Linked DNA regions of Mus musculus: region 2 is linked to region 1. Evidence: chromatin contacts called from public HiCAR-type data. All regions are on one chromosome and are shown on one strand. The core of a region is the stretch at or near the end of the contact, and the rest is flanking DNA. Distances in the headings are between cores, read along the strand shown. Region 1 has its middle 19 kb from the start of Tril. Region 2 overlaps Chn2 (chimerin 2).

Region 1 (4,927 bases), core at 826-3,325:
GGTCCCACTCCTCCTGTTAGGAGTCCCACAAGAAGACCAAGCTACACAACCATAACATGTATGCAAAGGGCCCAGGTCAGACCCACGCAGGCCCCCTGACTGTCAGTTCAGTCTCTGGGAGTCCATATGAGCCCAGGTGAATTGGTTCTGTGGGTTCCTGTGGTGGCCTTGACCCCTGTGGCTCCTACAATCCTTTCTGCCGTCTTCTGCAGGCTTCCCAGGTCACAGTTCTTGCTCTTAGCCAGAACAGTGGCGGTGTCTCACAGAGCGGCACAGCATCTGCTCCTTCTCATTGCTGTATAGCATTCCATCGCATGGGTACGTGTATATTAATATTGCATTGCATTCCATCGCATGGGTACATGTGTATATTAATATTTATGTATATAATGGGGGTTGGTCTGGTGTTGCTACGTATTTAAATGCCAAATACTGGTTTCCAAGGTCTGGTTGCCTCCAGATGAGCAAATTTCCACACATGCTAGCCTTTGTTGTATAAGCCTGACTTCTCAGCTTAAAGCTACTGGTTAAATAAAAGTGGCTACAGTCAATTACTGGGGAGAATGGAGGTAGGTGGAGTTTCAGTTACCCGGCTAGGGACCATGAGGAGAGGAAAGAAAAGGGGAAGGACGTCTAGGAGAGGGAGACAGAGAAGAGAAGGTCCTCATTAGCTGTGATGGACCAGGAGCATGTACCTGAAGTGGAGCAGACCCTGAGGACAGGCTGATGGAACAGAAATAACCTGGGGAGACCCAAACTGCAAGTCCTCGGCAAGCATAGCTGGGGAATTAACAGTCTAGCACTAGAAAACTAGATGAGGGGAAATTCCCCTAGTAATTGTGCCAAAGCCAAATAAATCATTGCCTGAGTCTCATTCACTTGGAAGCTAACAGGGATAGAAAGAATTCAAATACTCTACATATATATATTAACATACAGAAATACCAAAATGTGTTTACGTATTCTATTCTTTTGTTTCCACTGAAAAATACTGCTATAAACATTTTTGTACATACTATTTGCTATGCATGTGTACAAGAGTGCCATTGCTATATTAGTAGAGCACAGAATATAGTATTCTATTTTTTAGTAGAGCACAGAATATAGAATATAGTATTCTATTTTTTAGTATAGCTGCAGCCTTAGTACAGGGCAGGGCTGGAGCAGATGTGGATTGCAGTCTGAAACAGTGTGTGGTCCTGGGAGGGAACACTGATGCAATATGGAAAAGTCTGGGATTTAGTTCATAGCAGTTTGTCACTGACTTTTGTAATTTTGAAAAATGTACATAGTTTATAAGATGCCAACATTAGAAGGAACCAAGTGAGCAGAAGCAGATGAGACCTCACTATATGATTTTGAACCTTACACGAAAGTCTAAAGTGATTCCAAAATTAAGAGATTTTCTTAGCATGGACTTCACTAAGAATTACTGGATTTGAGCAAGCAAACAGCGTTGAAGAGCTAACAGGGCTCCCAGCTTTCTGAGTCGAATGTCTGTGTCTGTGTTTAGGAGACTCGGATTCATTATCTTTGCACAGAACCTGGTACTGAGTCCATCTCATCCTGATGGGACAAGGTAGAAGCCTGGCGAACCAGGATTTACACAGTTCTGTCACCACTCACCAACTGTCTAATCATTGAGGTGTAACATTTATAAAATGAGTAATGAAGTAATGGAGTTCTAGAGACCCCAAGATTCTCAAAGACGGTATCACCAAAAACCTAGTGCAGGACTCCTACGGCTTTGTGTTTAGCTGACCCAAACACCTCACAGTCAGTTGGACTATTTCCTGTAAATGATAATGGTGACAATGGGGACTATTGTTCTTGACATCAGCTACACCCTTGGTCTCTTTGGAAGACAGAGACCAAAGGTATAGGAAATAAAGTCTCAAGTTCTCCCTTTCTTAAGGGACTACACTAGCTTGCCCATTTGAAAACAGTTGCCAACTTCCTTGCCCTTCCTGTGTTAAAAAAAAGTTAGAGTTGGCATTTCCACAGGCTGCTGTACTGAGAGACAGCTACTGACTGCCTGTAGAGAGCCCCCACCCCCAACCCCGAGCTCTACTGTGATGTGTGTGTAAACCCTTTCTGGGTGGCCCCATTTCTAGCTAGCTACCCAGTGCAGGCTCCTGAATGGCTTGGATCCTTTCTATGTGCCCTACTTTCTGACCAGCCACCCTGTGCAGGCTCTGTAACTGCTGGGGTGCTCGGTGAAATCCCTTTTCTACCAGGGGCAGGAAGCTGTGAAGGCAAAATATGAATACTTTCCAGAATTATGTTTTACAGGAAACAGAGGGACAGTGAAATGCTCTGTTCTGGGTCCTGAGAGTTCCGTCTCATTGTAATGTGATCATCCACCCCTAATCTTGGCTGGTGCTGAAGCAGGGAGTCACCGCGTGCCAGCACCCTGGGTCTGATGAAATAATGTGAATAGCTTAGGATGTTTCCAAGCCTTGGGAATAAGGTCATGGAAAAGGCACTGGTGTGGGGGTTGGGGAGGGTGAATCGAAATGGAAATAGGGAAGGACTGAGGCCACTCTGCTGCAACAGAAGAAGGAGGGGCTTTACGGAAGGGCTGACCACAGGAGCTAGGTCAAGGCCAAAGAGAGAGAAACTGTGGCTCATTCTTTGGAAGATGTTAGCCATTCTGCAGTGACTCACTGCTAGGCCAGCTCTTAACCCTTCATCCTGGAGGAACTAATGCTAACGGATAAACAATAAGGAAGAGAACACATCACAAAAGGAGCTGCTGAGTAAGAAAACTGGGAATTGCTGGGGTGATCCAGGGGGAATCTTTGAAGCAAGAAGTAGAGCCACCCAGAACTACAGCAGTCCCTGGCTTGCTTCAGTCTCAGTCTCTGCTCCCCGAATCCCACCTCCAATGCTCTGGGTGCATGGCTGAGCAGAGTGGCCCCAAACTCCCTGTGCTCGCCCTCCTGAGCTCCAGCACAGCAGCTGCTGCTGCTGTTCAACTCTAAGAGGTTCCACTATGCCCACCTCAGAAAGGGAGTTGACATCCTGGTGTGGTCCTGAAGTCAGCCCCATGAATCTAGGCTTACAGCTCTTCCCGAAGTGTTGAAAGAGGAGGTAATTCTCACAGCAAGAAATGGGGCCTATAGAGGCCCTCAAAGACCACACACTGTTGGTATCAGGACCTCTGAAACCCGTGACATCACATAGGTTCGACCCACACACCTGTTGCCAAGGCAAGAGCCACCATATTCCCAGAATCCACTTGGCTCACCTCCTATCTTTACCTGTGACTATGTCACCATCCATATATAAAAAAAGCCCCCTTCCATATCTCTCTCTCTCTCTCTCTCTCTTTCCCCATTCTCTTTCCGAGGCCACCTTGCCCTTCTCTCTCTCAATAAACCTCATGTGGAACTGTTTGACCTGGTGTGGTCTTTCTGAAGCCGCAGGAAAATCACACAACACACCACATACCACACACCACACACCACACACCACATGTGGAAAACGCCCCTCCCAGCAAATTCAGAAAGCAGTTCCTTAGTCATCTTCTTTGGTGGCTCCTTCATTCACTAGTTTTAATTCATCTGCTTGGATACTGGGATTCTGACAAACAGGAAAAGACCATGAAGGAGGCTAATAATGGCTGCCCTTCTGTAAGGCCCTAGCTCTCCTGTAGCAGCTTAGTGGCCTTAGCCCTTCCCTACTTTCATCAAGATTGACTCCCTAGCCAGTGCTGTTGTTTCCCTGACCTTATTATTCCCAAGGGCATAGAAGCATCCTAACATTCAAGCTGTCTGTGGATGGATTGGAGTCTATGGCTAGCTAGCTCTGGGCTACCTTGGTGTCTTTTTCCTGCTATTCCTACTGGAATTACACACTATGGAAGAAATGTTACCAAAATCTGCAAGCCTAGACAAAAGTCGGCAGCTCTCTAGCCAGACTGGCTTTCTAGTATGTCACTCAGGGGTGGAAGTCACAAATGGCAGAAGCTGTTCCTGGTAGATATGCTAGGAGTGAGATGAGAGCCGGTGGTAGGAAAGCTGAGTCTAACGAATGAGACAATGTGAGCCTCGCCTTCTCTGATGGGTGACCGTGATTAAGTGTTAACCAGACCTTCTGATGTTATACCCTATTCAAGTCTCCACTGTGGATGGCAACCCAAGGCCACAGGCAGTGAGCATCTGTGAGTGCCAGTGGATCCATGCCATGGCCTTGGGAGGCTCTACCAGCCCTGCTTCCTCCCTAAGTACCATTGCCCAGAGGCCAGGTGTATTGTGGGAGCCACAACAGTATCATGTAATTAAGTTAAAATGTCTCAGCTACATCTCAGGCATATTCCTTTATGACCAGAACAAAAGGTCATTTGGTGAAGTAATTTTTGGTGGGGAAATCTGTAGCATCTATAACTAAATGAATGCTTAGGGTTGGTTTGCTTGTATTTCCATCTCCCATTATACTTGCTTTGCAAGTCTCCAAAACTCATGTTCCCTAATTTATGATCACTCCCAGCAATCCTCTGGGATCCAGCAACTGAACTTCACTGTCATTATCACTATATCCACCAACAAGCATCTCTTCCTGAGTAGAATCGGTCAAAGGCCCATTGTGCTCAAAGGATTTGTGTCGGGGTGGAAGTTAGTCTTGAACGAGAAAGGCATGACACTCCTCTGACCACTGAGACTGGCTGCCACGTGTTAGCTGGGTGCACATGAGGCTGTGTAGTCAGGCCATAGCTGAACATCTTCCTCAGCTGGCAGAGTCTGGAAATACTTAGTGAAAATAAAAAGAGAATATGCCAAAGGGGGGCTCCCATCAGACGACTACATTGTGAGTCACTGCCTAACAGACACGCCTCAGGGGAACAAGTCTACATACTTGGTAGAGGGCCAGGACATTCTGTCACAAGATGCTAAAGTTCTATCTAGTAAATAAATAGATAGATAAA
Region 2 (4,927 bases), core at 1,224-3,723, 480 kb after region 1:
ATATTTGTTAACTAGCATCTACAAGTCTGTTTGTCCTGAGTGTGCTCACTAGAGAACTATAAATATTTTACAGATGCACACTGATCTCATTGCTTTTCCTCTTTCTTACTTTTTATCGCCATGATCAAATCTGTTTGTCATTTGTCCCCTGTGTATATTTTTCTTAATTTATAGATTCTGGGCCTTTATTCTATATGCTCAAAAAACCCATTATGTGTGTGATTACTTAAAACGTCCCTCAGCTAATAAATAGCTCTTCTTACATCTCCCAAACTCTAAGGCTCAGGGAAGGCCTCCGTTCTCTCCTGCGTTCAGTCCTTTTCATCTCCCACCCTATTCTGGAGACACTGAAGTGATTCTTCTTCGTGCTGATGTCTTATGCAGGTAGAACTGAGGGGCTGGCCCATTTTCTTCCTCTCAGTCACCACTGCATCCTGGCCTGGCAGGAACTCCTTCCTCTGGTTCCTGCCCCGCATAGAAGCATAGCCTTTATCTCTTCCCATGAGGCTTGAAAATCCTCATTGTCTATCAGAAAGTATCAATTTACCCTTCTCTATAATCAAGTGGGTATGAAAGTTAGGCTCACGATGTGATGGAGTTATACTATGATCTCTCATCTCATTTTTACTGAGGAAAAAAGTCTGTCTTCGCCCTAATTGCTATCCTTTTCCATGTAAGTGGCTTGGTTATTGCTCTGTCTTCAGGTCTCAGGTTTGAGCAGCTTTGCCGTAATCTGTGTTGAGATAGATTGTTTTTTTATTTACTTTGCTTGGGACTCATTTCACTTTGCTTAATCTGATGTTTCTGGGCCTTTTACTGATCCTGGAAAGTTTTATGTATTCTTCTCTTTCAGTATTGCATCTGTCCATTCCCAATACCCTACCTTCTCACAGCTCCTCGGAGTCCTCATGCCTCTGTGTGCATTGCCGTGTTGTTGTGCATCTGCAATGACTTGTACCAAACCTATTGACAGTTCAACTTGCCCCTATTCTCCATCTGCAGTGACTAATGTCAATCCATTGCCCTGCTGTACATTTATCACTATTGACACTATTATCACTATTGACACTTCAACTTGCCCCAGTGACTTCTACCTTTTAAAAATATTGTCTCTTGAGGCCCCAACTCCCTGTGCTGTCCTCTTTCCCTGAGTGACATCATGGCCAAGTTTCTTCCTGTAGTACTGGGGACAAAAACTAAGACCTCACGCACACTAAACTGCCACTGAGCTACATCCCAAGACTTCGTTCACCTTTTATGTTTTAGCTCTTACTGTGCTTTTTTAATTATTATTATAATTTTCTTTTTGAGAAATTACATGCATAAAATGGAATGTGATCAGATTCCCTTTCCAGGGAATTGCTGGCAGTTGATAACTATTGGAAATGGAAGAATCTCTCTTTTTTGAGGGTGTGGCCGCTGGTAGATTTATCATACTCCAGCGATGACTCTGTGCCCATGGACTTGTGGCCAGAACTAACTGGATGGAGTAGCTTTTCTTTTGTTTTTTGAGATGGTCTTGCCCAGAGAACTTTGACCTTTCACTTCTCCTTCTTCAGTCCCCCTGAGCCACCAGGCCTGACTAGCCAAGCTCCACCAGGCTTGGCTAGCCAAACTCCTTCACAGATTTTCCAATATTTCTCTCTGGTTCTTGGTTTTACACTTGTTCTTCAGCTCAGACTTAACCCTTAAATCTGGGTTCAATCTCCAAAGAGACTTTTCCTGACAAGGTGCCTCCCTAATAGGGCATCTTACCAATATTCAGCATGGTAGCCCACACCTTCCCTGAGGCAGTCTCTACCTGCTGGTTTCTGAAATGACCTTATTCTCTTGGTCATCTTTAAGTAGTGGGGAATGGAGGGCCGGAACAAGCTCTCTCTTTTTGCTTCCTGCCTTCTGCTCTCTACCCCTAATTCCTCTCAATCCATTTATTTGTCCAACTTAAAACATCACCTATATTTTTCAGGCATGGCCGCATGCATCTCTACAGCCCCCACTCCTCCTCTAAGCAACCAGCTTCATGTGACTTCCTGCTTGAACTAACAGATTGGCACCAGAGCATTATCTTTAGCCTAAGCCAACGCCTACACTTCTCCCCACAAGAGCATCTGCCCCACCTCATCAAATGGCATCCCCCTCCCCCTCGAGACTCACACACATTCTCCCTCCTTGTACCTAAGTCAACATCTAGTAATGTACAAACTGTACAAATTCTATCTTGCAAACAGGCCTAATGTGGGCCCTTACCATCTCTCCTGCCAGCACTCTGCTTTGAGCCTCTCTCATTCCTCAAGTAGACTTTTAAGTAGTTCCCAAGCCTGCTCCATGGGAGACAGACACCCTCTCACCCATGCTCAACACAGGTTCAAAATCATCTCTAGAAAGCATCACTTCTCTACTTCTAGCCCTTTGGGAGTGCCTTGTTGAGCCTACTCCAAATCCACATCACAAAGGAAGTGTGAGGTGCCCCCTGTGGCTTTCCTTTTCCTGTCTCCCCTTGTCCTCTCCTCCTCTCTGTTCTAGTCAGTCTTGAGTTGCCTAGTCACACCAAGCTCTTTTGTTCCTACAGCATCGGCCATAATTCCTTCTGCCCCACTGTTCCCTGTCCTTCCCCTACAAAGCCCTATTCTTCTCCCATTAAATCTTCCAGGACCATGGAGGAAAGTGCCCCTCCCCCTTTCTTGCTATAGGAGCAGCCCCACCTTTCTGCTGTAGCCCCCTGTCATACCATTTCTCTTGTATCTTATACATTAATTTTTGCCTTGTAGTGCAACTTTAACAGTATTTTTGATGATTTTTTAAATTAGGTATTATCTTCATTTACATTTCAAATGCTATCCCAAAAGTCCCCCATACCCTCCCGTCCCCACTCACCTATCCACCCACTCCCACTTCTTGGCCCTGGTGTTCCCCTGTACTGAGGCATATTAAAAAAAAAACTTGTTATTTTTGTTTGTTGTTGTTGTTGTTATTGTTGTTGTTGTTTTTCGAGACAGGGTTTCTCTGTATAGCCCTGGCTGTCCTGGAACTCACTCTGAAGACCAGGCTGGCCTCGAACTCAGAAATCCGCCTGCCTCTGCCTCCCGAGTGCTGGAATTAAAGGCATGCGCCACCACGCCTGGCTTTCAACAGTATATTAATAATCAATTTTCCTGCCAAAATTGACTAGCTCCTTTTGCACTTTTTCTAGTAAAACATTAATGGTTGTTGAACTCAGAAACGTGTTCAGCTCTCGGTGGCTCATTTTCCTCAACGGTTCTTGTAGTCTGGAGTTCTGTGTCCATAGGCCTAGAAATGAGTCATGGCAGTGGCCTCTGAAAACGCAAGTGCCTCATGGATTCTCTGCATTCCTGCCAGGAATGCTTTGTCGTGGGGGTAGTTTCATACCCGAACAGAACACTTCTCCATTTAGCTTCCAAGAACAGAGGAGGTCGGCACATTCAGGGTGGTATGGCCATAAATGCACTTCTCCATTTAGGTGAAAGCTATTTTTGAGACCAGTGTCACCATTTTTTTCAGAACAGGAACAATGTCCTGGGCAACTGGATGAGCTAACATACCAGAAAGGCAATTATAGCGTAGTTTTACTGCGCAGCTCCATGGCCATAGGCGCTCCTTCACGTTCATTGCCATGCCTTCTCTTCCTCTTGCCATTCAGCCTCGAGTTCCATTGGAAGGCTGATTTGGCTTGCCACTCTGTAGACATGGTTGCCAGCCTGTGTAGATGAACAAAGAAATTGATGGGCTGCTCCTGAATTGATGGGCTGCTCCTGAATTGATGAGCCTCTCCTTCTTCGGGAGTCTCAGGTCCGCAGCTTCTCCTCAGGAAACACTCACCTTCCCACACTGGGATCGTATTTTTTACATTGGTTTGTTTGTTTGTTAACTAAAAATAGTGTTCCTTGAAATTAGTACATTGGCCTCCTAGCTTGTTAAAAATAATATTGTCTGTCTCACCTTACCTGTTCATTGGAGTTTAAAGAAAGTTTGAACAGGCTTTGTAACAACCCAATCCAGCCCCTTCTCACATAGATTCATGGCCTCCTCGCTACGGTGAGTTTTGGCTCATCTTGGCCAGGCTCCAGAGCAAGGACTCCCCTACTTCTGCCTTCGAACGTCCTCAGTGCTGGAGAACAGTTTTGCTTTCTGTTGTGCTGTGCTGTGTTGTGCTGTGCTGTTTCATGCTATGCTGTGCTGTGCTGTGCTGTTCCATGCTATGCTATGCTATGCTATGCTGTTCCATGCTATGCTATGCTATGCTATGCTATGCTATGCTATGCTATGCTATGCTATGCTATGCTATGCTATGCTATGCTATGCTATGCTATGCTGTGCGATACCATGCTGATTCCTGGATTAATACATGATCCCACATCTGAGTAATCTGACATAAGACCATTGGTATCATTTGGAATATTTAACAGCTGGCTGAGCCGCTGGCCAGCCAGGAGAACCTTTTAACTTGCTCACCTGAAGGCTATGGCAGAGCTGGCTAACTCTAGCTCCTGTCCCTAGGGAAAGCCACTCCACGGGTCCATGAGCCTGAGTTTTTAGCCAACTCCTTTACTTTTTTAAATGATTTTTTTTCCTGGAAGTGGCCCAATGCCTTGGAACCTTTTAATTATCCCCTAACCATGGCTTATTTATATCTGGCTAGAAATTCTACACCTAGATGGAGCAACTTCAGTAAGTGTACACAGTAATTGACTTCTTCTGCCCAAAACAACTTGCCGAGCTAAATGCAGGATGGAGTAACCTAGCAGCCAATTCAGGATATCTTGGGTTTGCACTCCCAGAGCCTCCTTGGGATGAGAGCCTCACCCATAGCTGAGGATGTCTGTAATCTCATTGTTCCCCTACCTTCTGCTCTTCCCAGAGGATGCTAGATCCATGGAGAGCTTTAAAGATCAAAGCCTGTCTCTATCTC

What was found. HiCAR-type assays count read pairs that join an accessible place to other places.
Region 2: a HiCAR-type map of embryonic stem cells shows a contact between it and region 1, with 4 times the contacts expected there. The contact joins two enhancer-like sites. A contact is called at or near these places in 6 of 39 promoter capture datasets (the 3T3-L1 cell line, cranial neural crest, hematopoietic stem and progenitor cells and 2 more), 1 of 484 Hi-C or Micro-C datasets (bone marrow-derived macrophages), 6 of 115 datasets of contacts at active chromatin or transcription factors (bone marrow-derived macrophages, embryonic basal ganglia, embryonic stem cells and 1 more) and 3 of 9 other capture datasets (embryonic stem cells, liver and pancreatic islet).

What each region holds. Positions count from the first base shown.
Region 1 is chr6:53,799,601-53,804,527 of GRCm38.p6, forward strand. No RefSeq gene overlaps it. Among named protein-coding and RNA genes, the nearest start is that of Tril, 19 kb to the right of the region's middle. Within about 2 kb of position 2,076, at least 84 of the 459 cell types and tissues checked have an H3K27ac peak or open chromatin away from gene starts, as enhancers often do. A contact at or near this core is called in bone marrow-derived macrophages and embryonic stem cells, where this site is marked.
Region 2 is chr6:54,281,033-54,285,959 of GRCm38.p6, forward strand. All of the region lies in intron 7 of Chn2 (chimerin 2), which reads left to right. All of the region lies in intron 13 of 9130019P16Rik (RIKEN cDNA 9130019P16 gene), which reads right to left. Among named protein-coding and RNA genes, the nearest start is that of Gm15527, 29 kb to the left of the region's middle. Within about 2 kb of position 2,474, at least 35 of the 459 cell types and tissues checked have an H3K27ac peak or open chromatin away from gene starts, as enhancers often do. A contact at or near this core is called in bone marrow-derived macrophages and embryonic stem cells, where this site is marked.